3 separate regions of the Mus musculus genome follow, and regions 1 and 3 are each linked to region 2. Evidence: chromatin contacts called from public promoter capture Hi-C data. All regions are on one chromosome and are shown on one strand. The core of a region is the stretch at or near the end of the contact, and the rest is flanking DNA. Distances in the headings are between cores, read along the strand shown.

Evidence for each region. Promoter capture Hi-C pulls out the DNA fragments that hold promoters and counts their contacts. Capture Hi-C pulls out chosen DNA fragments and counts their contacts.
Region 1: a contact with region 2 is called in a promoter capture Hi-C map of pre-B cells. The contact joins the promoter of Nol8 here to the promoter of Phf2os1 in region 2. A contact is called at or near these places in 2 of 39 promoter capture datasets (liver and pre-B cells), 4 of 484 Hi-C or Micro-C datasets (CD4 T cells, embryonic stem cells, muscle stem cells and 1 more), 3 of 115 datasets of contacts at active chromatin or transcription factors (large pre-B cells, memory CD8 T cells and thymic regulatory T cells) and 2 of 9 other capture datasets (adipose tissue and liver).
Region 3: a promoter capture Hi-C map of liver shows a contact between it and region 2, with 2.9 times the contacts expected there. The contact joins the promoter of Ippk here to the promoter of Phf2os1 in region 2. A contact is called at or near these places in 5 of 484 Hi-C or Micro-C datasets (CD4 T cells, embryonic stem cells, muscle stem cells and 2 more), 1 of 115 datasets of contacts at active chromatin or transcription factors (memory CD8 T cells) and 1 of 9 other capture datasets (liver).

What each region holds. Positions count from the first base shown.
Region 1 is chr13:49,651,757-49,654,550 of GRCm38.p6, reverse strand. Nol8 (nucleolar protein 8) reads right to left here and starts at 1,473. Exons shown (of 17, transcript NM_001271397.1): 1 at 869-1,473; 2 at 49-204. The coding sequence starts at 905. It overlaps Cenpp (centromere protein P), which reads left to right and starts at 1,820. Exons shown (of 8, transcript NM_025495.3): 1 at 1,820-1,968. The coding sequence starts at 1,862.
Region 2 is chr13:48,869,612-48,872,476 of GRCm38.p6, reverse strand. It overlaps Phf2os1 (a long non-coding RNA gene), which reads right to left and starts at 1,526. Exons shown (of 2, transcript XR_003950516.1): 1 at 1,274-1,526. Phf2 (PHD finger protein 2) reads left to right here and starts at 1,592. Exons shown (of 22, transcript NM_011078.3): 1 at 1,592-1,809. The coding sequence starts at 1,712.
Region 3 is chr13:49,419,952-49,423,015 of GRCm38.p6, reverse strand. Ippk (inositol 1,3,4,5,6-pentakisphosphate 2-kinase) reads right to left here and starts at 1,774. Exons shown (of 13, transcript NM_199056.4): 1 at 1,550-1,774. The coding sequence starts at 1,630.

The DNA.
Region 1 (2,794 bases), core at 224-2,723, 780 kb before region 2:
ATATCATTGACCTTGTCTGTTTTTAACTCCCTCGTGTTACAGATTTACCTTGGTCATCTTTCCGAGTGATGATCTCCACGTCAGAAACTTCTCCAAATCTGCCGAACTGATTTTGTAGGTCTGTCTCAGAAATGCCCTGTCCAAGTCCACCCACAAAGAGGCGCTTCATTTCTCTGTTGCCTTGCATGGATGTTGGGCATCTATCTGGAAAAGTTAATTTTGGACAGAAAAACAATTTAATAGTTTTCCAGAAATTTAACACAACTCTTTCCCCTGAAACTTCTGTGCCAACTTCATCTTATGAAGCTATGTCTCTTCATATGTATTGCTTTCAGATTTTATCAGTGGAGATTTTACAAAGGCCCTCCATCCACATTCTCAATGAACACACTTTGCAACTGCACCTAAGTACAGCACATCCACACATCTTCTCCCAGATGTTTTCTCTAAAACAACCACAGCTATTATATCTTATCCTTATTGATTTTTTATTCGAAGTACTGCCCTCCCCCATTCATTTCTACATTTTTACCTTAACATATACTGGCAAAAATAGTAAGCTAACGGATAAAAATAGCTTCATCCTGGAGCTCCAGTCATAACAAAGTCTGCAATTACAATAGTATGGCAAAATACAAGTGTCCCCTAAGCGCTGTTAAATCACAAAGACGGCAACTTAAGTTATACCTAAAATATGTTTCCCCACTGTGTGCCTGTATTGTTCAAAGCAGTCTGAGTGGATCTCATCGGTCAGGGGAGTAGGAGCGGTTACGGCTTTTCCCAGTGCCACTTAGAAAACAGTAGTGGTGACAGCAAGGATCATAATGAAGTCTAATTTTGGAACCCGGAATTGTTAACACTGTCCTACCAAGATTGCTGGAAACGTTTTCCAGAGGTCGCTCCATCTCGTTTAGCTCTCGGCGGATGTTCAGCTCTTACTCAAACCTTTCTCAAAAGTTGGCTGTCTCCTTCCAAGCGAGATCACTAAATAGCGGCAGAAGCCCAAAGCAAAGGCCAGCACTCTGGGAAAAAAACCTACAGTGTACCCCTTCTTGGTAGCCACCGCCCCATCCTTCCAGCCCTGCCCTCTCTCTTCGAGAAGCCCCTAAGGAAGGAGAGGAGAGGCTAAGCCCAATAGCCCATCACTTCTCACGAGCAAACACTCTTCCTCAGGGCGCTTGTCCGACTCAGCTCAAGCCCGGCGTAGCACTTAACGTCTAATAACACGTGCCGGCAAGTGCATTTTCCTTTCCTTCCTACAAAGTTTCCAACCCAATCTCCTAAGGTTCCGTTATCCCGCAGTTCCAGAGGGCTCTTTATTTCCTCCGCCTTCGCTTTTACTGACGTTCTGTTAGTTCTCCTCCACGTTGTAAAACTGACAGAGTGTGAGAAAGAAAAATAAAAATCGGTAATTCCTACAGAAAAGACACTCCGCCGCGTGGTTCCTGATTTCCGGTTCAAGTAGGCGGAAGTGAAGAAGCGGAACCAAAATAAAGAGACTCCTTTCCTCGTGCTTCCGAGAATCCGCCCCCTTCGGTGACGTAAGAGCTCGGCTGGCCCAGTGGCCGTTAGACGGGATGGGCGGCCGTTGGAGGGTGACGTGCAATTTGGAACGAACCAACTCGCAGAGGCGGCGGGGGTGTCTAGACGCTCGACGCGACATTTCGCGGGCCGTCAGGCTCGGGAACGTCGTCCGAGGCCGTGGGCGTGGACGCGCGACTCCCGGCAGCCTCTCCCCCCGTGAGCTCGAGAGTGGTCCGTTCCAGGAGCGCGCGCGCTCCTTGAAGTCTCCTGGCTGCCCGAGGCGCCCAGACTGCCATTCTCCGGGCTACTTCACCTTCAGGGTTCCACGTCGGTAGCCATGGATTCCGAGACCCGCGAACTGCGCGCCCTGGAGGCGGAGGTCGCAGCGCTGCAGCGAGAGTGCAGAATGCTGCAAAACGCTGGGGAGAAGGCGTCCGGAGCCTGGTACGTGGCTCGGGTCCATCCCTCCCAGCCCATGCCCTGTAGCACCCCGCGGACCTCTCAACCTTATGACAGTTCTGGACTCCGACTCCCTCACCCCCCCAAGACCCATGCTCAAGAACGTGGTGGGAGACGTCCTGAAATGTGAACTTGAATCAGTGTTCTGGGAGAACGATGACCTCATGAGTGTGTGAACGCTGCGTTTGGGGCTTATGACTTGATTATAATCAGCAGAAAATAGTTTCCTTAAGGGTTGTTTTCGCCCAGTTGATGAGAATCAAAGGGAAAATCTGGCTTTTCTTTAAGCAGTCTTTGCCTTCGGGAGAACAGCATCTAGATAGCTGGTTTTGTTTTGTTTTGTTTTTCTGGGTTTGGAGACATTGTTACTCTGTAGGTCAGGAACTGGCTCAATTTGATTTCAAACTCAAGAGTCTTCTATTCCGCAGCCCCCAACTCCCACACACAGTGTTGGAGTTATTACCTGAGCCACCATACTTGCTCTTGTCTAGTTGGGATTCCCTCCTTACTCTGGTTTCATGGATTTGTTTTTGTGACTCATCTAACGATGTAGTTAAGGGGCCCTGACCTTTTTTTTTTTTTTTTTTTTTTTTTTTTTTTTTTCTGCATTATGTTAGAAACATAAGGGTTGGGGGTATATAGCCCCAGGGCAGGGCAGCCTAGCATGGTCAAATTGGTATATATGGCTAATGCCTTCTATAGGAAACTGTGATAGTCTTCTGATTAGTTACTATTGTTAAGCCTTATTTAAAGGTAGTTGATCTGAGTGTTAAATAGTTAAATAGCTTGCCTAAGGTCCTAGAGAAATCCA
Region 2 (2,865 bases), core at 277-2,776:
ACTTCTGCTGAATGACAACTGCACCACCTCTTGGGGAGAGTGCCTTAGGTAACAGGGCAGTGCCTACCCCACCAGGACACATGCCTGGTGACAGGGACAGGGGATTAACAGCTGTTTCTTGCCTTGTAAGGGGAAGGACCATCCAGTACAGAGGAGACCCAAGGGGACAGCTGGAGTTCAGGCAGGTAGCTTGAAATGAATTCATTGTGTACAGGTTGACGGGGTAACCTGTCTGCGCCCCCCGCCCCAATTTCCTATCTCCCCTGCCACATGTGTGCCCTTAGGTTACACAGTGCTTGCCCTGGTTCGGATCCTGATTTGTGGCCCTGGGTTTACCTATTTGGGAAGGGTGGGGGTTGGTTGAGGGCAGATTCCATAACAGGCTATCCTCTGAGTTGCCAGCAATGGAGCTGATTGGCAGCCGCACTCTGGGCAGGGATAACTGGGACTCTGCCTTGTCAAGGTAAGCAGAGGTCTGAAACTCTGGAATGTATCTGCAGAGACTAGCATCTCCACGTATTGTGTGGGGACAGGCAAAGGGGAAGCAGATCTAGCAGACAGCTTTCTTCCTAAATATATGGCCCTGCTCATCAGGGTCGACCTGGGTAGGGGACAGAGAAGGACCCTCATTCATATCTCACCAACCAACCAAACAACCAACCAACCAACCAACAAAAAAGCTCTAAGCAGGACAGGTGAGACCAGGGAGCCAGTTCAGAGCAAGACTGCAGGGGCGAGAGCGACAACATAACCCCTTGTCTTCCCCAGCAGTCCTGTGGCTCAGTTGCGACTCACTGGACTGTCCTCCGCTCCTAAGGTCTGTGGGTCTATGGGTTGTAATAAGGGGTCCTGGGCGGCACCAATCCCAGGTAAGCTGTGTCCTACAACAAACAGTTCACTCTCGGGTCCCCTGACTTTTGCCGGAGCATCGGGAAAGTTCACCGGATCGTACGAGGAAGCAAGGCAGCCCCCAGCTAGAAAGAAGGGGAAGGGGAGGTTATTCAAAAGCCAGCAACTCAGTCGCAGTTCGGGATGGGAGGGAGGCTGCCGGGCCCAGGAAGAGGAGGAAGATCCCCCTGTCCATCCCACTTCGGGGTCAGAAGAAAGTTAAGGCCAAGGAGTTGCTTCTGGCTAAGGCAGGGCTGTGCGAACTGTGTTCACGTAGTCGGGGGCAGGGGGCTCCGCGGCTCGTCTCCCTGGGAGTCCCGGGGCCACCCTCTCCCGCGGGGTGCCCCCGAGCCCGGCTGCTGGCTCCCCCAGGCCCGCGGCCCACCTTCTACCGCGGCCCGCCTTCCCGGCGGCGGGAGCGGGGCCCAGGCCGGCGGGCGGAGGCGGCGCCACCCGGGGCGCTGACGTAGCGGCCGCTCGGCGGCCGGGGGTCCCTTCGGTGGGGCCGCGGCTCCCCGCCCGCCGCCCCCGCGCGTCCATTCGCTTTGTGTCCCGCGCGCGGCCGGGCCCCCCGCGCACTCTCAGCCCTGCGCCCCGCGGCCCGGCGGGCGGCTCCCGGCGCGGCCCCAGCAGCCCGCGCCGGCATTGTGTGGACGCGCCCGGCCGCGAGCGCGCGCGCGGGCCCTGCCGAGCGCCCCCGGCCCCGTCCGCTCCGGCCGCGGCGCCCGCGCCCGCCGCCCCCGCCGCCCTCGCCGCGCGGCCCCCGGCCCGGCCCGGCCCGACCCGGGCAGCGCAGCGGCGGGGCGAGCGGCGGCGCGGCAACATGGCGACGGTGCCCGTGTACTGCGTCTGCCGGCTGCCCTACGACGTTACCCGCTTTATGATCGAGTGCGATGCCTGCAAGGACTGGTTCCACGGCAGGTGAGCGCGCCGCGGCCCGCCCGGCCCACCGAGCCCCGCGCCCTGGTCGCGCGCCCCGGGCCCCGCCGGGCACCGCAGCCGCGTTCGGCCGCCGGGCCGCGCGCCCTTTTGTGCCCAGGGCGGGGGCGTACGGCCGCCGCGCACAAAGCGAGGCCCGTGGCCGGGGCGGGCGAGGGGCGCGGGGAAGTTGGGGCTCCGGCCGCGATGGGGCTGGGACCCGGTCGTCTGACAGCGGGGCCGCAGTGGCCGCGGAGGCCAGGAGCCGGACGAGGCCCAGGCCCGGGGCCCCCGCCGCCAGCCCCCTGCGAAGTTGCAGGAACTTTCCCCGCGCGGGCTCGGGGCGGCCGGGCCGGGAGAGGCGGGCGCGCGGCCCGGCGCGGGTCCCCCGAGAGGCGCGACTGGCGGGCTCCGGAGCTGGCAGGGCTCGGGTGGACCGGGGGAACGGTAGCGAGGTAGCGGCCAGTGCCCCCCGTCTGTGCTGGATCCCGGGAACCCCCTCGGGACTGTGTCCTGGCGGGCAGGACCCCACCGGGGACCCCGCGTGCCTACTGGCTCGGGCCGGCCTGCGGGCCTAGGCGGGAGTGCAGTGACAGACCGACGTGAGTGTCTGTGTGTTGGGGTGGGGGTGTTGTGGCTTGGCCGCTCATTTCCTGGCCTGCTCGGCTCCCCATTTCCCTCCTCTCTGCTTCAGGCAGAGGAACCCCAGTTTTGACATGACCTTATGCTCTTTAAGGAAGATGGGGAGGAGGGAAAGAGGTAAGCTTGGAGATACTAAACCCGCCCTCTGGGCCCTTGCCGGTGGCCATGACCTGGCCTTGTGTCTACTTTTTAAGAGCCTAAGTCCCTTCCTACTTAGAAGTAAGAGGAGGAGAAAGAGGTGATCATCCTGCTTAAACTGCTCCAACAGGTTCTCTTGTGTTTGACTTTGCCTGTGGGATGTGCTTGGGCCTCAAGAGGGCTGGCCTGAAGCTGGACAGGTCTGTCTGTCCCCTGGGTGTGAGTTTTTAACAGCGAGTAGCAGGCTGGAGGGAGAGAACGGTGTGTGGTTCTGGACCG
Region 3 (3,064 bases), core at 525-3,024, 550 kb before region 2:
CAAACCGCAAAGCTGTCACAAATCACGACGTAACTCAGACTGACAAGTAACAGTGGAAACTTCTGGAGGTGTTGCTAGGGGTAGGGGAGACAGAGAACCCTGATACAACTCTTCTCTGTGAAACTGGCTAGCGGTCCACCTTCCTGCGCACCCAAGCATGCCCCATATACTCCTGCAGCCCTCACTGATCTCCTCTACCCCAAGACCCCAGGTCCCCAGAAGGCTCATTTTCTCTCTCAATCCGTCTGCACGTGGCAGTGACAGCACGGATGTCCAGTTCCCCCACCCCAGCCCAGCTCCTGCAGGATGGGCCTAAGGATAGCTGTGTATGCATGCTACAGAGGAGGAAGGGCTGACAGGGGACTTTAGAAGAGCTTTTCAACTCAGTGACTGATGCTCGATCAGAAAGAGTGAGCATGCCTGGGGAGGCTAGGTAAAAGCCTCCCTCTCTCCAGGACTGGATGAGACAGGCCTGGGAAGCTGAGCAGAGAAACAAAGCTCACCTGCTCTCAAAGGAGAAGGGGGACTACAGACATGCCCAGGACCGAAGGGAGCAGAGTTTCTCCACCCCACTTACATTAGCACTCCTTGGTCACAAAAGGCCTTAAAACACTTCCAAGAGGGGCCTTCTCCTCTTCAGTCTACATTCTGAACAAATACACCAGGAGGTCAGAGGTGCCAACTAGACACAAGACCCAAGCTCTAGGCTGCTCAACACTCAGTACAGCTCCATACAATCTGAACTTCAGAGAGACAAAAGTACATCCTATTCCTCTCTTCACTTTCCTAATGCAGCCTACTGCTTCTCAGTGGTGGAGGTGTGAATCACCCCAGCTCCCTGAGTTATTAACCTTCTCACATGACACCTCCCCGCCTTCTACTCCCCCAGCCCACCACATTCCTGCTAGCTTGTAATCAGGCAGCAAAATGTCAGAGAAATCTGGGGCTGCACACAGATCCATCCATATGCTTCTCTTCCTTTAAATTCGCCTCCTTGGAAAGGACTACATCTTCTGAAACCGCCTTTCAAGTTGAACGAAGGAGAAACCATTTAAAGTATATGATCGGGACGCGAACCTGTGGCAGCGCCCCGTTCCTGACAGCGCAGCAGCAAGGCAGAACACCAGCTCTGTGGTTTCTCGAGGCTGAACTCCACTCGGTGGGCTGACAGCACTCTGGGAACTTTCCCCTGTGCTGCCCAGGCCCTGGTCCAGGCTCAGCCTCTGGCCCACCGTTGCCTGACAGTAAGACGAGCATCCCGGGGGAGGCTGCACGGTGTGAGGCCACGCGGCACGCACAGCGCATGAGGAAAGAGTACTGACGGGACAGAGAGAACCGAGAAGGGACACTAGGAGGAAAGGGGAGCCAACGGAGCTAGGGGTGCCGGGGATGAGTATGGAGCAGAGGAGGGTACTGTGGGGGTGCCAGGGAACCACCCGGGCGGAAGCTGGAGGAAGAGTCACGACCTGGGTACCTGGACGGTACCAGGCACAGAGCTTCGGGAGCCGTCGGGTGAGGCCCGGAGCCGGGCTGCCCGCCAGCCGCTCACCTGCGCGTGGGCCACCACAAGGCTCTTGTTGCCTTCGCCATGGTAACTCCATTCATTCTCGTCCATTTTCCCCTCTTCCATGCCCCGGCGCCCTGGAACTTCGCGGGCCGGGACGTGGGGACGAGAGCTGGAGGCCGCCCGCCTCGCAGGGCTCCCGCCGCAGCCGTCTGAAGAAAAGCGCCTGTCAGCTGCCGCCTGCGCTCTCAGCGGCGGCGACTTGCAGGCAAGGAGCGCCGGAAGCCACGCCCCCGGCGGCCGCCATTCCCAGAACGGTCAACTTCCGGGTCCCGCCCACCTTACCCTCGACGTCCAGGGTGGTAGGTGGAGTGGAAGCCATATTATGTGCTGGCAGAGTGACTCACTTCCGAAACGCGGACCTGGGAACCGGAAGGGAGGTTTCCGGATCTGCTCCCGGACCTTGAGGCCGGCGGCTTCCTGGCGCCCCGAGTCCGAGGCGCTCACCCTCGCACTGTCCTAGGGCCACGGCTGGATCTTCGTGGGGCTGCAGTAAGGCGCCGGGCGACTCTGAGCCTCCGCTTACATCTGTAGAATGGGATGCACCTTCAATGGCCTTGCTCCGGCCAAGAGAGCCATTAGGTGGTGTTCACACTACTCCGGGAAACGTGGCGAGGAAACCTCACCGTGGAGCCTTTGCCCCAAGACATCCAGAAATGCAGATGAGGCAATAGACTCTCCCACCCCATCCCAGCAGAAAGCAATGACCTCAGTTTATCCTTTAATGCGGGGAAGATTGGCCCTGCCTGGTAGAGCTGCCTAAAGAATTATATGCGGTCCTTGTGCTCTTAAAAATGATTTGGGGCTGGACATGGTGATGCTCTCAGCATTCTGGATGTGGAAGCAAGAGATTTCTAGGAGTTCGAGACCGGCCAGGGTTACTTAGTGAGATCCTGTCTCAAACATAATTTTCATATTTGTGTTAAATTGTTTGGCCACAGCACTGAATATTGCTGTAACTGGTGTATGTGAAGAAAATCCAGCTTAATGCAGGCAGATAGTATGGGTTTTTTTGTGTTAATTTTTCCAAGGAAGACTGGGAAAAAAACAAAAAAACCTGTTCATTCTAAATAGGACACCAACAACAGACTGAAAGATCCTAATAGAATGTAAAAGGTCACAGAAGCCCTCAAATTGGCAAAATAGATTTCATTGTTAGTAAAAGTAGCTTCACTGATTTAGAAAAATAGAGGTGCACAATGCTCTGGCCGCGCCTTGAACCCGTGTGTCTGCCAATGTTCTGACCGTTCCTTAAACCCAGGTGTGTGCCCACTGCTGCACCTCACTGCGAGGTGTTTGTGATATTGGTTGCTGGGATAGAATCGAAAAATCTCCCCAGTAACCACAGCCGGGCCAATCCAGAGTTGCTCCACCTGCACCAGACTCTTTCCTTGTACCCCTCCCATACCCATTTCTTAAGAATAGACATTGTTTAGATCTGGAAATCCCCTACTCCCCCCTTCTCCTCCCCCCCCCCCCCCGTGAGGGCCTATAAAAACT